2 separate regions of the Sus scrofa genome follow, and region 2 is linked to region 1. The links are chromatin contacts, called in public Hi-C maps. All regions are on one chromosome and are shown on one strand. The core of a region is the stretch at or near the end of the contact, and the rest is flanking DNA. Distances in the headings are between cores, read along the strand shown. Region 1 overlaps HERC6 (probable E3 ubiquitin-protein ligase HERC6). Region 2 overlaps PKD2 (polycystin 2, transient receptor potential cation channel).

Region 1 (2,700 bases), core at 84-2,583:
GAGTAGAATTCCCAGTCTAACTTTAAAAAAAAATTTCTTTTTTGTCTTTTGTCTTTCTGGGCCTGCACCCGCGGCCTATGGAGGTTCCCAGGCTAGGGGTCCAATGAGAGCAGTAGCCACCGGCCTACGCCAGAACCATAGCAACCCAGGATCCAAGCTGCGGCTGTGACCTACATCACAGCTCACGGCAATGCTGGATCCTTAACCCACGGAGCGAGGCCAGAGACTGAACCCGCCGCCTCATGGTTCCTAGTCAGATTCGTTGCTGCTGCGCCACGGTGACAGGAACTCCCCCAGAGAACTCTTAAGCCCTTTCCACCATGTGAGGAACACTGAGAAGACAGCTATCTACAAATCAGAAAGCAGGACCTCATCATTCATCAAACACGCTGGCATCTTCATTCTGGACTTCCTAGCCTCCAAACACTGTGAGAAATAAATTTCTGTTTATAACCCATCAAATCCATAGTGTCTTGTTATAGCAGCCTGAGCAGACTAGAACACGTTATAGCTGAACCCACTCCGAAGTTCTTTGAGGCCCCTGGGCTCTCCAATCCATTGACCATAGTTTGTTCATTATTCGTCACCCTCCTCATGTCGTTCTTACCCAGCTTAGATTCTGTGGCCCTTTGCAAATACCTCTAAGTCTTCTGCCCCTTTCCTATCGTATTTACCCAGCAAAAATCCATGTGTAATTAACCTCAGCTCCGAACTACGCCAAGGGAATCCAAGCAGCTTGACATCAAAGGGAAAAAAACCAAACAACTAGGCTTGACTGATTGCACCATAAGTCTCCAACCCCCAGTTTCAAATGGGCACTCTCTCCCGTCCGGGAATCTCCCCCAGTGTTTTCTCTCTCACGCAGAGACACTACGGCTCCTCTTCCTTTTACTCCTCAATCTGTACCAGTTCTCCTCCACATCGTTCACTTTCAGATGAGGACCGTGCCTTGGGCATCACTGAGAAAACCGAAGCAACCCAGCAAGAGCTGACCAGGTTCCCACAGTCTGCCTCCCCTCGCTCCCCTGTTCCCCAGAACTGAATGAGCATTTCTGTCCGAAGCCCTCCCTTCTACGCTGGACCTCGCTCCCTTTTCTCTGACTCTGCCACGATTCACTCTTTCTCATGCATCATTGCTTTGCTCTCCTGCGTCGGATCCTTCTCCCTGGCATACGGACATGCCTTCAGACCGCCTCTCTAAACACCCACAAAACCCTCCCACGGTCCTCTCCTCCCCGCACAACAGAACTGCTCGGAGCTGTCACAGTCCTTGTGGCCTCTTACCCCGCTCTAGTCTCGGCCGTCGCCCTCAGGCAGGTGGCACCCTCTCTCCCCCGTGATGACTCAGCCTTGACAAAACAATAGCAAGCTCTGGGCTTGTCTCACTTGACCTCTCTGCAGGAGGTCAAAGGTTTGGCTACTTCCTCTTTCTAGAACACAGTCATCTCCTGTCTCCACGCGCCACCCTCTCCTGGTTTTCCCCCACCGCAGAAACTGGTGCTTCTCGGTTCTTCTCCTGACCCCTCCTCACTGTCTGGCCTCCTAGTGGAGAAGTCCCTCAAGGATTCTGTCCCTTTTCTCTTCTCCTTTCTACTCGCACTCTAGGTAAGGTGACTCTCTATCCAGGACCCTGACTTCAAATACCATCTGAAGTTTATTTATTTCATTTGGGTTTTTTTGGCTGCGCCCGTGGCACACGGAAATTCCCAGGCCAGGGATCAAACCTGAGCCACAGCAGCAACCCGAGCCACAGCAGTGACAACACCAGATCCTTAAGCCGCTGCGTCACCATGCTGAATAACCACAGGTGTGCATTCCAGTGCTAGCCCTGGATCCAGATTTGGACACGCAACTAAAACTCTGGATCTCTTCTCCAAAGTCTTCTCCCACGTGGCTCCGCCTCACACAGCTCTTCACCCTTCCGGACTATGCTCTGCCAGACTGGCTCCCCTTCTGCCCCTCCCGCACGCTACACTTCTTCTTGCCCCAGGGCCTTTCTCTGTGCGGTTCCCTCCACCTGGAACACTCTTTCTCTGGATCACGGCCAAGATCTCAGCTCAAATGTCACCGCCTCCAGGACGTCTTCCTTGACTGACGTTTCTAAAGGCGCCCACCTCATCAGTCTCAAATGGTTCCTTTTTTGTCTTTGGAGCACTCGCCACACTCTAATACAATCGTATTTATTTTGCATTTTGTGTTTCTTGCCTGTCTTTCCATATAGAATCCAAATGTCATGAATGAAGATAAGCTTGAGGGTATTAGTCACGTTACCACAAGCACCCTGAGCAGAGCCTGAGACAGGAGGCCTTTGCTGACGTGCTGCCTGTAAGAGAGCAACCAAGCACAGTCTCCTGACTCTCCCCAGAGCCCAGAGACCTTGGCTTCTGACCATCTTCTGTCCCAGGGCACACGGTAAGAGTCCATATGGATGTCAAGTTTAAAACATTCCCAATAATAGAAGAAAGTTCAAATTACAAAAATAAGTATGTATACTTTTGTCTCCCTACAAACATTTCGGAAGTCACCCAGAAATATAAAAATAAAATCCTCTCTGTTAATAATTAAGAGGGCACTAGAACATGGTGGGTAATGGGGTGAGCTTTGGAGCTGGATTGCTGAGGTCTGAAACCAGCTCTGCTGCTTCTTAGCAGTGAAACTCTGGGTGAGTCCACCTCCCTGAGACGTAGTGTTTTTTCTGTA
Region 2 (2,700 bases), core at 31-2,530, 390 kb after region 1:
CATCTATTCTGTCCCTGCATGAGAAGGTAATAAAACCGCAACCGCAACTCACCCCAAATGAGTGGCAAACTATTTTTATGACAGGAACTCCATCCTTGTAGAATTCTGTGTCACAAAAGGAATAAGACTTCCTGGGGCCTCTCAGATTAAAGAGATCCTTCCTTCTCAGTCTCCCATTCACTTTTCTCAAATTTATACCACTCAAAATGTTGTATGTACTTTTTTTTTTTCTTTTTAGGGCCGCACCTGTGGCATATGGAAGTTCTCAGGCTAAGAGTCAAATAAGAGCTGCAGCTGCCGGTCTACACCACAGCGCACAGCAACGCCAGATCCTTAACCCACCGAGCAGGGCCAGGGATCAAACTCGTATGCTCATGGATACGAGTCAGTTTCGTTTCCACCGAGCCACTATGGGGACTCCGTATACTTGTTTTTTAAATGCAGAAGTTAATCAACAAACAAGCCTTTCTAGGACTTCTATTAAATGCCAGTCATTCAAGTAGGCAATGAAAAACATAAATATACATCATCTTCATAAATAGGATGAGAAGTAGGATGAGAATTTCATATACATATAGAGATAGCGACTGAGTTTCTCATTCATGCACTTGGTAACAACAAAGGAGCACGGGATAATTTGCCTAGGGGGTACTTTGGCTATTGAGACTTAGAGCCTTATAGTCAATCGGTGTTTGGTAAATGTCTGACTGTCTGACCCAGTAACCTACGTTTTCACATTCATAGCCTTGGCACCGGTCTTCAGCGCTTTATCAGAACTGAAGATGTTTCTTGCCAAATTCGCATTGTCACAGAGATGCGAATTGTCATTCGTAGATGTCACAGAGAAAGTTACATGATCCACTTAATGGTACAATCTCCCCATCGCACTGGAAATAGAATCTCTAGCTCCCTAATTTTAGGACATCTGCAAAACCTCTAGTCCACGCAGGCGTCACCATCTCTCCCATGACAGGACGGGCGGGACAGGTGGCCACTCCTAGAAGCTGAGTGTCTAGGGTTCAAGCATGAGCAATAATCAAGTACAGGTAGGGACCATGGCCAGTGAGAGCTGGTCAAAGCACGAGCCACCTTCCTTCCTTTGCACTATCCGCCTGCTGGCTTCTTCCTATTGGATGTGCTGGAGAGCGGGGCTGAGAACCACACACTCAGGACAGCAACACTGAAACAAAGAGTCTCGTGACAGCCGCTGTGTGAACGTGCAAGGCAGGAAGTGGCTGCTGTGTGCTGAGTCACTCTCCCAGCTCCAGTCTGATTCTGCACTGTCACCCCCTCCAGAAACTGAAGCAACAGTTAAGAGAAATGAAGCAACTGCCTGGACAACAGTCACTCGGAAAGCATGTGGAGGAAGTGAAAGACATACTCGTTTATACCTTCTATAAATAGATATTTCCTTAAATGTCAGCGCGTCCTGCCTGCTTTTTAATCCTCTTCCTGTGCTCCCTGGAATCATTCATAATTGCAGTAGATTTTCATACATTTTTTAGTGATAACTCTTACTTGATTTAATATGATATTATTTTCTACCAAAGTTGTTACAGACTGGGAAAATCCAACGAGCTCTGTAATGCAGAGTTGAGTTTAGCCTCAAAAATAATCACCAAATAAGGACATCACGAGAATTTATCCTTCTTGTTTGGCGGAAGTAATTCATGGCGACAACGTTTGGATGTTGCTGCCACGTTCACCTGGAGGATTAAAGTGGGTGAACTCAGGATTCCTCTTGTCTCGTCCCACTTTTTTAGAGCATGTTTTACCTTCTAATATGCCATTTAATTCATTTGTTTTTATTGTTTTTCTCTCTTACCTCTCTTATCTAGTTGAATGTGAACTCTACAAGGGCAGGGATCTTTATTCTGTTCACCGATGCCTCCCAAGAGTCTTGAACAGCGCCTGGCACATACTGAATGGCCACTAAATGCTCGCTGAATGAATGCATGAACAAGAAGCCCCAGGCAAGCCAGTGGGGTCTTTGCCAGCGTCCTATCACCGGAGCAGTCCTGATCGCAACGTCATGGGGTCTGTAGAAGGAACGTGACCCGCTCTTGGTAGATCTCAAACACGAGCAGATCCTCGAATAGGAACCCAGGCATCGCTCCTGCCTACTGCACCTGTGTTCTAATAGCATGCGCTTCATCAGAGAGTGGGAAACTAAGGGAGCGGAATCAAGATTTGATGGCTGGGGGCCTCGGTAACAGAGCACGGAGCACCAATCATCCTTCACGTGGGAAAGGGTAGATGTTAGCCAAACACAGTGCTTTATCTGGGAATGTTCCAGCTTTGGGATGCACCTGGCCCAGACCTAAGGTTCCTCCCAACTTAGAATATTCAAGGATCCTAACTTCCTTCCGCCAGATATCCCTATCCTGGGAAGCTTGGTTTCCGCCCCACCTTGCTGTCAGCTCTGATCCGTGACATTCTCATTTAGCCAACGGCAGGCAGCCGTGCTCTGGCCTATTTCCACCCTAGGATGGATACAAACACACAGAAGTGGGAAGGATGCGTGTGGCCTTGTACACACCTGATCACACAGAACAGGTTGATGTTGGCGTTGTACACGGAAAAGTCAATAAACGTTGCGCGGGTTCCTCGGTCCAGCCAGGCGTGTTTCCTGAGGTGAGCCAGCTGAGCGGCCGTTTCCTCTCTTGTTCTCGACAAATCCAGGTAATAGCCAGCTCCGCT

The links. A called contact is a pair of places that touch in the nucleus more often than the background predicts.
Region 2: a Hi-C map of alveolar macrophages shows a contact between it and region 1, with 1.8 times the contacts expected there. The contact joins two enhancer-like sites. A contact is called at or near these places in 3 of 47 Hi-C or Micro-C datasets (alveolar macrophages, mesenteric adipose tissue and subcutaneous adipose tissue) and 1 of 2 datasets of contacts at active chromatin or transcription factors (alveolar macrophages).

Annotation. Positions count from the first base shown.
Region 1 is chr8:130,645,133-130,647,832 of Sscrofa11.1, forward strand. All of the region lies in intron 8 of HERC6 (probable E3 ubiquitin-protein ligase HERC6), which reads right to left. Among named protein-coding and RNA genes, the nearest start is that of HERC6, 19 kb to the right of the region's middle. Within about 2 kb of position 1,334, at least 16 of the 83 cell types and tissues checked have an H3K27ac peak or open chromatin away from gene starts, as enhancers often do. A contact at or near this core is called in alveolar macrophages, where this site is marked.
Region 2 is chr8:131,030,276-131,032,975 of Sscrofa11.1, forward strand. It overlaps PKD2 (polycystin 2, transient receptor potential cation channel), which reads right to left. Exons shown (of 15, transcript NM_001245979.1): 5 at 2,540-2,700. Among named protein-coding and RNA genes, the nearest start is that of PKD2, 27 kb to the right of the region's middle. Within about 2 kb of position 1,281, at least 37 of the 83 cell types and tissues checked have an H3K27ac peak or open chromatin away from gene starts, as enhancers often do. A contact at or near this core is called in alveolar macrophages, where this site is marked.